Regions from separate parts of the Zea mays genome. Here regions 2 and 3 are each linked to region 1. A link is a contact called in public Hi-C data. All regions are on one chromosome and are shown on one strand. Each heading gives the region's core, a stretch centred on a gene start, on an enhancer-like site or on the middle of the called end of the contact. The rest is flanking DNA. Distances are from core to core; before and after follow the strand shown. Region 1 has its middle 52 kb from the start of LOC100278031. Region 2 overlaps LOC100383536 (putative STRUBBELIG family receptor protein kinase). Region 3 holds the start of LOC100383536 (putative STRUBBELIG family receptor protein kinase).

Region 1 (4,582 bases), core at 1,244-3,743:
GTGCACCACCAGACTGTCTGGTGGCCCCACATGTCAGAGCTCCAACGGTCGAACCCTAACGGTTGGGTGACGTGGCTGGCGCACCGGACAGTGTCCGGTGGCGCACCGGACTGTCTGTTGCGCCCTTCGACAACAACCTTCCCCAACGACCACTTTTGTGGTTGGGGCTATAAATACCCCAACCACCACACTTCAAGTCATCCAAGTTTTTCAGCCAACACATTCAATACAAGAGCTAGTGCATTCAATACAAGACACAATTAGATTGAATCAAAGCCTCTCCAAGTCCCAATTCCACTCAAAGCAATTAGTGACTAGAAGAGAGAGTTTTGCCCGTGTTCCTTGAGCTCTTGCGCTTGGATCGCTTTTCTTCTTCCCCATTTCTTGTTCTCAACATCTTTGTAATAAAAGCAAGAGACACCAATTGTGTGGTGGTCCTTGTGGGGACTAAGTGTCCCAATTGATTGAGGAGAAAAGCTCACTCGGTCTAGGTGACCGTTTGAGAGAGGGAAAGGGTTGAAAGAGACCCGGTCTTTGTGACCACCTCAACGGGGAGTAGGTTTGCAAGAACCGAACCTCCGTAAAACAAATCACCGTGTCACACTCTTCATTTGCTTGTGATTTGTTTTCGCCCCTCTCTTTCGGACTCACTTTTATTTCTAACGCTAACCCCGGCTTGTAGTGGTGCTTAAAGTTTATAAATATCAGATTTGCCTATTCACCCCCCTCTAGGCGACTTTTAGGTGCTACACCGGACAGTCCGGTGAATTATAGCAGAGTGGCTTTTCTAGAAACCTGAAGGTGGCGAGTTCGAGTTGATCCACCCTGTCCGGTGGCACACCGGACAGTCCGGTGCGCCAGACCAGGGCACCCTTCGGTTTCTTTTGCTCCTTTCTTTTTGAACCCTAACTCAGATCTTTTTATTGGTTTTTGTTGAACCTATGGCCCCTGTATAACATATAATCTAGAGCAAACTAGTTAGTCCAATTGTTTGTGTTGGTCAATTCAACCACCAAAATTATATAGGAAAAGGTTTGACCCTATTTCCCTTTCACTAGCAAACTTAACAACATTTATACTTATATCCACATACAAGACAACCTCCTATCCATAAACAAGCTCAAAAGGAGAGACTTTAGTAGCACAGTTGTTAGATATTCTATGAGCTTGACGAATGAGTCTGCTGGCAGCGGATGCGCACATGGGGTGGGAGGGCGGATGAGTCGGCAGTTGCGTCGGAAGGAGCGGGTAGCAGCTCGGACTGGGAGACGAGGACATTGATTGTTGGCAGATTAAACAAGTGGAGGGCTGAGGTGCACGTACGAACAATCTTGATTTGATGGCTATATATAGACGTCATAGATCCATGGGAGGCAAAACAAGGGGGTGACAGGCTACCCCTTGCAGCTTTAATATAGTAAAAGTATAGATTTAGGACCTATTTTTAAGACTCTCTCTTAGAGATGCTCAAGGAGTGCTCTCTAGGTGTGGTAATGGATCACGATCCAAATGTTTATTCACAATTTCTTAGGCCCCAAAAATAATTTTAGTACAAAAATGAAAATAAATAGAGCATGATCATAATTCTATCCTTTAATTTTATAGTGTAAAATTTAGAGTCTATTGCCATTCTTAATGCTCTCACTCTTATTTTTGTTCTAGGTCCGCCTTGGAGGACCGGTGACAGGAAGCAAAGGAATTGCGCCGCGACCACGACTCAATAGTAGACAGTGGTAGTGGCTAGCACTCTCTTTTTAACCCTCGGTGACAAAAAGGGTGTTTGGTCTTTTTAGTAAGTTCAGTTCGTGTTATATCAATGTTTGAATATTAAATATACATTTAATAAGATTTAATATTTTTTCTTTTAGTTTTTATCTGTGTAATTAGTTTTATAATTAGATTATATTTGATATCGTAATTATCATTCAAATATTCGATGTGATAGAGATCAAACTTTAACTTTAGTTTTGTGACAGAGATCAATACGTTGTGTACCCGCCGGATTATCCATCTCCCTAGACTCCACCAATGGCGTAACTATACATTGACTACCAAGTCAAAAAGTACCTTTTCATCCAGCGCATGATCCTTAAAAGGTTCTTCGTAGAATCAGTAGCCCTGTCACTACCTTTTAATTTCTTCCACATCCATAAACCAAAGTACCAAACTGGCCACCAGTGCGTCAGTAACCACAACGGTTGTACATAGCTTTAGGCCCTTTTAGCTCACCAACGACTCGTCGTGCTTTGTACATGCAACTGACCAAGTTCCTGCCAACCTTTCTTTTTGCATCGCAAATTCATCTTGTTTCCTTTGTGCTCATGCAACGGTCAAATCAGATCAGTAACGACGGAATTTGACTAGGTCGCCGAAACGAGGATCCAGTGAGTTTTGTGGCTGCTGCCTGCCACGCCGTTGGGCCTGAAGCCCAACGGCTCGTGACGCGAGGCCCAACCGCCCAAGTAGAGTCAGCGCTCACCCAGCAGCCAGCGCAGCTCCCTGCGGCAGCCGGCTATAAAAGGGCGGTGGTTGATAAACCCTAACCAAATCCACCGTGCTCGCTACCTCCAGCCGCCTGCGCCGCCCGCCGGCCACCGCCGCCTCGTCGTCGCAGAATTTCTCCTCGCTTATCTTTTCTCCATCTCTTTCGGATTTTGAATCTGGGAGGAAATTCGCGGTCCGGTGGAAAATCTGTTGGATTTGTTCGTTTGAAATTTCCATCTGTGTTTTTCTTTTCGGTATGAAGTAGTTGCAAAGATGTATGCTTTCTGAATTTTTTCGTCTGAATCAAACCCGGCTCTATATTATGAGTCAACAGCAGGCGCCGTTCGATGGCGTCCTGACTGCCGCGTGGAGCCCAGAGTGACGCCCAAGCCAGGAGAAGATTGTTTGGAGATCCATCTTCCTTTTAGTTCCAAGCCACAATACCTGGCCACACCTCGGCGCAAGCTCGCCTCGCCCAAGTAGCTTCGTCTCTTTTGCGTTCGGAATCCGAGTTTGTTTTGGTTTTTTGTTTTGTTTTTTTGTTTTGGTTTCTTGGATCTGGTTCTTGGGACGGCATCATTAGACGAACGGGTGCCCTCCGGCGATCCATGGAGGTTTTTGCCCTTTGCAAGGTGCCCAGATAGACGCCTACACACGATTGGACGAGGGGCATCAAGCGTCATGTACGTTTCTGCCTCGTCCAAATTTCATATGGCTATATCATCTGTCGATCCGGTTTCCTTTTTCTATTTCTTGTTCGGCGGTTCGGTTCCTCTGTGTCGCATCAGTTTTTTCTTTTGTTTTTGCAACTGAAACAGTTAATGAAATGTAACGGATCTGAGAAACGTGATTCACATCTGTTAATCTGGAACGTTGCGTCAGCGATTGGTTAAGGCATTCTGCAAAAACTAAAATTTGCAATGTGATACATATGATTTCGAATTAATTACTTATGGAATCTACGAAATGGATTACGTAAAACATTTAACCTAGAACTACAGCTAATGGAGGGGATTTGTGAATAATGCGTTCTCAACTGAAACAGTAGAGATGACGAAATGATTACACCTTATATAGCAGATAGAAAGACTGCTAAGCTGGAAAATTTTAGAAATCGTCCATTTGAGCTTGTATACAACAGTGACCTCATAGAGAGGTGTTTTGAATGGACTAAAGTCAATAGTTACTTACTAATATTAGTTATGTGTATCCAAACGTCGTTGCAACTTATAATTAGTTATATCTCAAATATTCATTAGTTTCTAGCTACCTCACACCGGCTAAAACCAGCTAACACTTTATTCAATTATTCTTATCAATTATAAAAGAGAAATCCACCTAATTCCACTAAATCCATATGGATTGAGAGACAAACGCTCTAATTAGTATTGACAATTTCTCCCCATCGACCTGCGACCGCCGCGAGATGCCTCGCCCCGGTAGGGCACGCCGATGTCTCGCCGGCATCCTGTCTCCGCTGGTCCTCCACCGCTGCAGCCCGACGCCACCGCCATCCCCATACGCCGCTGCCGTCGACCCCAGTGAGAGATATCGTCGTACCATCCGCCCTACAACTTACCATGGTTTAGATAGTAGCTTCAGATAGTCCAAATGGTAATTTGTAAAATACGTGCGTAACATTCTGTATAATACTAGTAGAGAAGGCATCGCAGAGGCTCGGGCTCAACAGCTGGATCAAATTTTCAGCTCTAATCAAGCTAAACTGTGAGCAAAGTTTGCCCTCCAACAACAACAACAGTTTCTTGTAAAGTAACGAGATTATTAGACGGGGATATAAACCAAACAGGTTCTATAATGCTGAGGAGGCTTACCTGAATGGCTCTTTAGCTGTTGTGTGCGGGTATGGCCTAGTCCCTACTATGGACATGGATTTTGACGGACACTACCAATGGTGACTGGATCAAGCCGTATAGCATAACATTTGATCAACCTATCCTGCTCCTGCGCATCCCGTGTTGGTCCTAGATGACTAGAGGCTAGTCATATGTATGGAAGAGAAGGGATTACTACAGATTTATAACCCAAGAAGGAACACTTTTACAGATGTTTTGAAGCTGGAGCACTGCTCTTCAATAAG
Region 2 (4,582 bases), core at 1,114-3,613, 210 kb before region 1:
GGAAATGAGATGTTCTAAATGATCCACAGGGTTCAAAGTAGTAGATTTGAGAAGGGCACTTCTCAAAATCCACACACCAAAAAGATATAAACAAATCTTTCATGGAATGGTGAAAGAACGAAGAACACAAACAAACACAATGAGCAAGAATACAAGAGACACAAGATTTATCCCGAGGTTCGATCACACCACCAAGGTGCCCTACTTCCTTATTAAGGCGCCCACAAAGAGCCGGGTCTCTTTCAACCCTAATCCTCCCTTTGCCGACCACAAAGGTCAATCCCACACACTAATCTTTGCTCAAACGAGCGGGTAATACATACTTTCTTGTGGTTTTTTACAAGATATGGAGACTCACAAGAGACACCTAGTCGTCTAGGAGCTAGAAGCTCCAAGAGTAATGAATCCACAAAGAACTCGATGTAGTACCAAAGCTCGAATCAAGAAGCGCAAGAAGGATTTAGAGATGAAGCACCAAAATCACAGCTCTTCAATCTCACTCAAAGATTTCTCTCCAAAGATTTGAAATGGGAGAGGCAAGAGGTGTGTGAGAGAGAGTGGGAGGTGTTTCTCAGATTGGGAATGAAGTTTTGTGCGTGCTCTTATATGGGGAAGAGTGTGGGAGGTGTATATAAAGGTGCCCCCAAAAGCTGGTGGCCGTTGGGGAAATCTGACTGAAAAACGGTTGAACCGGTTCTAAAACCGGTTGAACCAAATTCCATCAGGGGGTTTTCGGTTCACTGGCGAACTCAGCCGGAGACTGGACCGGACTCGAATTCGGTTGAGCCAGACCAAAATTCGGTTGAACCGGTTGCAAATCCCAGTTGAGCCGGGCCAAAGTTCGGTTGAACCGGGCCAAAATTCGGTTGAACCGTTTTCCAAAAATCTGCACACGACTTTTCCTGACAGGACTGACTGGCAGACTGGCAGTGACAGAGGGGAACAGTGCAGAAACTGGTTGAACCGGTTTTAATTCTGGTTGAATTGATTTTTGAAATTGTTGCACAGATTTTGAGAAAACTAAAGTGAAACAAGAGTAAAATGGAAGTTTTAGATCAAGGATTTTGAGCTTTAGTACCAACACCAACCTTCTTTATGGATCCCCATTGATAGTACGACGATTTCTATACTCAAGTTAAATAAAATATAATTAAGTAAACTCCTTGAGTCATTGGTGTCTCAAATGTGGTTTCTCCATGGTGTTGCTTCATAAGGATCACAAACATCTTTGTCTCACCTTTTGAAGCAAACACAAATCGAGCATGTGACTTGTGCCATTTCACCATATATGAGTTCAAATCATGGCTTCAAGTCACCTTACTGATGCATCAACATGTTGTAACTCTTTATAGCTAATTAGTTCATCGACTTAGTGCAAGTACTCTCTTCTTCACCTTAGTCATGGTACCTCGGTCTACAAGCCGTCGCCTGGCCTTCACCTTCGCTTAGTTCCTCGAAGCCCTTTCCTTGCTATCTTCACCCTATCAAGTCATTCTTGAGTCACATCCTATTGAGCATCCATTGAGAGAATCATTTCTTCAATATTGTGAACCTTGCTTGAATGTCATCTAGATATAACTGCTAAGATCAATCAAACTCTAGTTTGATTCTCATATATTCATATATGTACTAATAGTAATATGGTCAAGTCAATTCACGATTCCTCATATCTTATTCACTTTGGCTTAACCAATCCTCTTAATCACTTCAACCTCTATTATGATCATATTTATGCATAGTGATTTCTCGGGACTTGTCCATATATTCAAACCAATATATAGACCATATTATATCCATTTGCATTGTCTCACTGGTTATTTGACCTTGTGTTGAACCTTATTCACTGATCATTATACACTATTCAAGTATGTTCATCATACTGAATTTTCTGTTCAACACTTAGCAAACTTGTTAGACCTTTAAATGTGTTGTTATCCAAATCACCAAAACTCACAAAAGGGATGACTGCACTTTCAACAACGAATGTTTGCTTCATGTCAACAGTCCTTCGTTTTCCAAAGTTATGCAGGGTCAGGATCCCACCCACTATTTGGCAAACCAAGATGTGAGTAGCATCATGTGATTTACTGTAAATTCCGTGGCCTCTGATCAGAAAATGCATACGATCAGTTGATCACAACAATTGCGTTGGTCTCGAATGTTCTCACGACATTAGTCGCGGTTGCCACTTGGGTGGGTGTGAGTCCACTTGGTCGATGGGGAACTAATTGTTCAATGTATATATCGCGATTCGTTCCAGCACCAACAACAGGATGATGCGATGGGTGTGGACCAGCTTATCTAAATCAGGCGGGCCACGGGGCCACGTCAGGCAGGCATCCCGATGGAAATAGATGGACCACTAGAGGCAGATGCATAATGCATAGATAGTACTCCTGTTTTCCTGCCTGAGATTCAGTGGGGGTACAAGTACAAGGCAAAACTGTTCGGTGCATTGCACATCCAGTTGCGACCATCCTCATGGCATGGTAAACTGCTCCTCATGGCATGATAAACTGCTCTCTATAAACAGCTGCGGCTCGCAACTCCCCTAGTCCGTTAGATCACGATCTAACCATATGTCATATCTACATATCTACGGTTGGATCATAATCTTGCGGACTAGGATACTCGTTTGGTGCGCTTGCACCTTAGACCTGATTGCGCAGCAGTCGTTGACACTTACACATAGAGCATATATCACCAAATATTTCTCCAGCGAGATAGGAAGGAGGGCAAACTTTCTAGATTTTGTGATACAAAGCATTTGCCCTGCTTAAAGCCCAAAAGGCAAAAGATGATACTATCAGTTCAAGCATACAAAACTGTAAGCCAAAATATACTCCTGGGCAGTGGTAACTAGAATCGAGTTTTCTGTTACCAGTGTAACCTGGGGAAACGAAGAAGAAATAAGCTAAAAAAGTGTTCAACAGACAACAGCCAGAAATCCAGAACCTGACAGTGCATGCTACAAGACGCAACATGACAGATCAAGCTTGCAATCAACCACAGGGTGCCATCTATCAGTTAAGAACGGATCAATACAAAAGTTTATCTAATCCCCAATCAGCATAGTTGAACACTGTCATAACTTATTCTACATCTTGAAGAAACCACACGAAGAAAAGTCAGGAACCAAGCACACCACGCATACCTAGCAGAGGTGCTTTCGCTTCAAGGAGGAGAATCTTCATGTACAGGTCAGAAAAAGGTTGCTTTGCCTCTGCAAAGAATCAGCAAGCCAGTTCTTTTCCCAGGAGAAACATAGGTCTCAAGACAAGCTAAAAGCACCATATTTGACATAACTAGCTATAATGTAATAATAAAGTAATAAAAAATTGGAATTAGTTACAAGAGATACACTGCCTGCAGGTGAAATTATCATGTCTAGAGGAGCTCAGGAATATCTGCTAGCAACAATGAGAAGCCATATCTCACTGGTTGTGCCATACTACCACAGTACCACTACACCTTTCCAGAAGCAAATGGGGCTCCAAAATGGCATGTACACTAGCCGCAATATCGTCCAACATAAATACTGAGAGTGCCCCTGGCACTGCGCTGAGGATGTATGAATCTTCACTGGCCACACGACTGAGGCTAGATGTTTTACCTTTTTTTTAGATAAAGGAAACAAACGTTCTGGCGTCTCCACAAGTGCATACAGTCAAGCTAGATGTTTACTGTTCCCCCTTTATCTGTCACTCTGATACCGCACCACTAGCACCTACAATCCTAGCTAGGTCTTGGACGATTTGAGACATTGCTGGCCTGAATTCTGGTCCCGGCTGCATAATAAAAGTGTGAACCTTGAATGCATCTTGGTATTTTTAGAAAAGAGCGCTAACCAGAATGCAATATTGAATAGAAAAATAAAAACAAATACAAATACTTCATTCGATGATCTGAACATGACCGGATGTTTAAAAAGAACTACGAAACATATACATGCAATAGAATAACTTAGATGTCTGAAATCTTGGACTTCCAGCAGGGGAGGAGAGAAGCAGACACTCAACACGCTGGAAAGGCTGGAACTCAGGTGAGCAGACTATGCTTGTGTTGATAAGCTGTTGTAAACAAAGATCTATTTCTACAGGACATAGTTGGCAGCTAACTGAAACAAACAAAAGCTACTAATGCTGTATAATTAAAGTATTAACACAACACAAGGGTTATTATAACATGAAACATGTGACCTTCACATATGATTAATTCTAATATGAGTAAACTCCTGCAAGTTAACCAGAATGCTTATGATGGCTGTGCTCTAACTGTAGAGAGGTAGGGAATAAACAGAGCATGTAAGCTTAAGAAGCTTAGAATTACCTGAATACACTGACTGATGATGTCTGCAAAACGTGACAACAGTATCACAGAACACTCTCCTCGGATAGAAGGATCAACCATCTTTGACAGGGACTCCATGTCATGAAGCTGAGAATTAGCCCATCGAACAAGATGTTGTTCATCACGTGGACGAGAACTGCATATTCCAACATAAAGAAGTACTAAAAATGAATTTTTAGGAGAGAAGTGATTCAAATAATTGCAAAAGGCTCTTGTTCAACATGCATATTGC
Region 3 (4,582 bases), core at 1,167-3,666, 190 kb before region 1:
TCTCCTCTGTCCTCTCTGGTTTCTGCCGACGTCTCTGCTCCAGCCTCCAAGTGCTCCAGCCGTCCAGCGGCGTCCAGTACTCCAGTGCTCCGGCATCTGTGCTGCTGCTGATGCATTTTGTTTGGATGCTGATCTGCTCTAGGTAGCAGCCAGTAGCAGCCAGCAGGTAATGCAGTACTTTTTACTGAATTACTGCAAGTAATTATGCCAATATTACTTTCAGTTTGAAATTTGGACTTTGGATGGATTCAGTTTTACACTTTTATTGAATTACTACTAGTTTGCTACTAATTATGCCTATATTATTGCAGAAATGCAGTGTTTATATAGTTAATATATAGTTATATACATATACATATGTCCTTAAATCTATAGGACGACTAACGGACGACCAGAGGTCGACCAGGACCGATTAGGTCGACTAATCGTCGCCCTAATCGCGATTAGTCGCCTGGTCGCGCCTCTCGCTCGACCAGCTGGTCGCCCGACTTGTAAACATTGATCCCCACGATACTCAGATTTTTCTCATAGCCAGATTCTTATAAAAGTTGGCCAGAAAAAGCTGAATCAAACAGGTCACATGTCCGCCACCAATAAGTGCATCCTCCTCGCTGTTTTCATCATCTTCATTGGTGTTTTCACTTCCAGCAACCATTGACCGCAGGCTCAATTCAGCTGGCAGCTAGGTCAAAACCAGAGGATATGCGATACAGCTAGTATATATAGGTGGTGGTATGGTCCTTGAATGCTACCCAACTGACCTGCTGAAGCCCAAGTTGCTTTCTACAGGCTGATTGTTCGACTAGAAAGCACCAACTGGTTGTGGCTAGTCAATGATTGGTCATCTGGTCAAGCAACCAGTGACTAGGAAAACTAATTGAATTGCTTCACCTAATCGATGTCCAAGGGCCGATTTGTCGATGAGTTGGTTAATCGAGCAATTTGAAAACATTGATGATGAGGCATAATAAACACAACAAATGCCTCAGTATGCAACCATACTTAATCAAGCAATCTACATGCATACCAAAGGGCTTTATTCGTTAAAGGTTCCAATTACTTCTAACAAAATTCAGAACTGTATATAACATGTATGGAGCACACTGTCATGAACTAATCCTCATTAGTCATTTACATTTTGTATTAACTCAACTCTCTGCTGCCAAGACCTCTGTCTGAAACAGGTACTGAGCGCATTGCCCGCGAAAGCAGTCATTTGGTCTTTTGCCATTCACCAGAAATCCGGCTCTCTGCCACTCTAAGCTCATCCTGTGTGTACACCATTTACCAACTCCTGAGAGTCTGATGAGACTATAAGCTCAAGTGCTCCACCAAGATCAAAGTTCCCAATGTACCACGGCAGCCTTCAAAAAATTGCACTACACATCTATTTGTCCTTGACTATTTTCAACAGCCACTGAATCTCTAGGAAGCAGTCGCGCTCCTCCCCCGTTGCTATCCACGGATGACGACAACAAATTCATAACACAGGAAGCCGATGCCACCAAATCCTTCCAGGACCATAAACATCGCTCTCAATCCCAAGGCCGAAAAGCACAAGCCGATTGCCGCGTATCATCCATCACTTTGGTTGCTTCCGCAGGCATGCGAGCACGAATTCAACGCCTCCATCAACCCCTCAGGTACGAAATCAGTACGCTGTGAACCCGCGCTACCAAAACGGCTGAATCAACCAGCTCAGCAAAATTCAATTCACATTTCTCAGCACCCACCCACCTAATCCGCAGTGCAACAGTACTACACCACCAAAATCAAATCATCTGATTTATAGTGTCAGTACGCATCCGAATTCCATCACCCTCAGCAACAGTAAACTCCAATCATCACTTCACCGCGCAAACAGCGAAACCCAACCAGACAAACATGCAAGCGACCACGAACCAGTCGGCAGCCCGTGCAGGCAGCTGGTGCGTGCAAACTGCCAACTTACAATCAAGCGGAGGAAGTGAGACAAGAAGCGAGCAGAGCAGGGTGGGTTACCGTCGCCGGCGTCGGTGACCGCGCGCGCCAGCCGCGGCAATGTGGCAGCGGCGATCAGCAGCAGGACGAGGACCGGCGCCGCCCCGAGGCGGACGCACCGGCCGCCCCCCGCCGCCCCCATCACTCGGTCGGGGGCCGGACGAACTCTCGCGCCAGCTAACAGCGCAGCGCCACCTCCGCGCAGCAGCACGGACGCATCAGCCGCCGCGGGCGGTGGCGATCGCGGATACCGAGGCGGCTTGCGTAGATCTAGAGAGAGAGAGAGGGTGGGGGAGAGGTGGATTCTCTGAGGTTTGCTTTCCCGGAGCACGATTCTCCCCTTACGCTCTGCCCCCGTCTGTTTTTGTTGGCTTCTAGAATCTAGCTGTAAGGAGTGGAGAGATAGAGAGAGACTGGGAGTGGCGGCGAAGTGAGAGAAAGGCAGCGGAGGAGGGATGGGGGAGCGTCAAGCGTGGGGGAGCAAGCAACGGGCGTGAAAAGATGGAGAGAGAAAGGGTGGGTACTGTGTGGGAGTGCTGACTGGTGAGGTGAGCGGTGGTGAGGAAAGCAGTGGAGGGAAAGCTTTTTTTACGACAAATGTACCCAACTAGTTAATCAAATTTTACTAAAAAGTTTACTTGAAGTCCTAAACAACTGGAGTAATAGTTTATTAGTTCATAGAACTCAGCTATTAATAGCTAACAACCAGTATGAACTCAACTATTAAGAGCTAACAACTACTCAAGTAGTTCACTAATTTTTAGCTAGATATTTTTAAGTCATAGATAACAAGTAGTTCTAATCTATTTAAAATAGGGTCTATTACACCAGTACAAAAGTACCTGCAGCCACTCCCTCAGTTATCTCCCGCAGTCATATTCTTTCCTTTGTGCACCAAAGAAAAGCGCCAACTGTAACGCCTTTCTTTCCCTTGCTCACTTTATCCAACGAACGAGTTTTTTTTATCTTGTCATCGTATCAACGGGATGGAAACGGGTCAGCTGAACTAAAAACCCGCTCACGATCATACTTGTGAGTTTATTTAGGGTGTGTTTGGTTGCATTGACAGAATGGATGGAACCAGATGATCCCTCAAATAAGGTTGTTTGGTTTAGGGTCAGTGGCTGGGACAGGACTATCCAAGTGTTGTCCACAGTTATCTCTCAAAATTAGAGGAATAAGAGAGGACGTCAGGGGACGTCTCTGTCCTGGCTGTCCCGCAACCAAACGCACCCTTAAACCCACCTATAATCATATCTACGAGTGCAATTCCAAACTCTCACCGAACCTGTCGGGTTTAGGTGGATTTCGAATCACTCACGGGTTTTAAATTAGTGTACACTTTTAAATAATAATTCAGCTATAAGCAATTAAATATTGCCGTGGTTTTAGAAATCGGAGAAACAATATAATTTATGTTCGGTGGAGGAGGCTAGCGTGGACTCACACCGAGTGATGAATTAAGTGACTAGAGAGGATTATACTGGTTTAGACTCGCACCCTACGTCCAGTGTAGTGTTGATCGTTGTATTGCTCTTGGAAGCGTGTTATAAAGAGAAGTGTGAGAACGAGAGAAAGGAAGAACTCTGGCTGAATGCCCCTCACACTCTCCTTAGTTTAAAAGAGTAGGGGGCAAAAAAACCGTAATCCGCTACCTAAACCTAAATTATCCGAACCCGATTTTTATTTAAGAATTTCAGATAACAACTTTAAAAACCCAAATTAATTTAGATAATTCGGCTACCATCCTCCGGTACCCGAAATACCCCGAACTCACTACCCATGAGTCGTTTGCTGTTTAGAAAGCGAGTTTTCCATTGTTTTCTAGATAGGGGAGAGAGGGAGTACGTACATTGGTAGCATTGCACATTTTTTTCTTCCTGATCCCGTTGAGTATATTTGATGTACAACTAAAATACTAAATTGCTGGGACTAAGAGGGTGGTTGTTTGAGATTATAATTTGTCTAAATTATATAATTCAATAAATTTTAAACTAAATGTTAGGGGGTGTTTGTTGGGATTATAATCTGTCTAGATTATATAATCTAACAAATTTTGAACTAAGTGTTAGTTTAAAATTTGTTAAATTATAAATCTGGATAGATTATAATCGCAAATAAACATATCTTTAGTTTAAAATTTGTTGAATTATACAATTTGAACAGATTATAATCGTAAACAAACACCCCCTACACTATACCACGGAACATTATTTGCAACTTATGGTCTGTCGGTAAAATCAGTTTTACCGACGAACTATAGGTTGGTAAAGACCTTTACCGACGGACCACGAACGTCGTTGCAAGCTGTGTCGGTAAAACTTTTACCGACCGACCGTTGTTTTACCGACTTATCTTCCGTCGCTAAAAGAGAAGTTTTACCGACGCTTCATCATTTGGTAATAATAGTATTACCGACTCTCTAAGAGTTGCAGCTGCCATGTAAGGTCCATGTTCATTGTTCAATACAGAGGAACTAGCTTCTCCATGTAAGGTCCATGTTCTATACCCTTTTAAAAATCCATCACAAATCAAGTGTTCTCGAACTTCAATAGCCTCCCGCCAAAATGAGTTGACACACTTCCTACAAGGGCATAAAATC

Evidence for each region. Hi-C and Micro-C count contacts between places; a contact is called where the count stands out from the background.
Region 2: a contact with region 1 is called in a Hi-C map of leaf, with 7 times the contacts expected there. The contact joins two enhancer-like sites. A contact is called at or near these places in 1 of 25 Hi-C or Micro-C datasets (leaf) and 1 of 3 datasets of contacts at active chromatin or transcription factors (leaf).
Region 3: a Hi-C map of leaf shows a contact between it and region 1, with 6 times the contacts expected there. The contact joins the promoter of LOC100383536 here to the enhancer-like site in region 1. A contact is called at or near these places in 3 of 25 Hi-C or Micro-C datasets (bundle sheath, ear and leaf) and 1 of 3 datasets of contacts at active chromatin or transcription factors (leaf).

Annotation. Positions count from the first base shown.
Region 1 is chr5:90,021,123-90,025,704 of Zm-B73-REFERENCE-NAM-5.0, forward strand. No RefSeq gene overlaps it. Among protein-coding and RNA genes, the nearest start is that of LOC100278031, 52 kb to the left of the region's middle. Within about 2 kb of position 2,494, at least 20 of the 20 cell types and tissues checked have an H3K27ac peak or open chromatin away from gene starts, as enhancers often do. A contact at or near this core is called in bundle sheath, ear and leaf, where this site is marked.
Region 2 is chr5:89,809,343-89,813,924 of Zm-B73-REFERENCE-NAM-5.0, forward strand. LOC100383536 (putative STRUBBELIG family receptor protein kinase) reads right to left here. Exons shown (of 17, transcript NM_001176184.2): 16 at 4,330-4,486; 17 at 3,022-3,788. The coding sequence ends at 3,702. Among protein-coding and RNA genes, the nearest start is that of LOC100383536, 22 kb to the right of the region's middle. Within about 2 kb of position 2,364, at least 16 of the 20 cell types and tissues checked have an H3K27ac peak or open chromatin away from gene starts, as enhancers often do. A contact at or near this core is called in leaf, where this site is marked.
Region 3 is chr5:89,831,298-89,835,879 of Zm-B73-REFERENCE-NAM-5.0, forward strand. It overlaps LOC100383536 (putative STRUBBELIG family receptor protein kinase), which reads right to left and starts at 2,417. Exons shown (of 17, transcript NM_001176184.2): 1 at 2,002-2,417. The coding sequence starts at 2,122.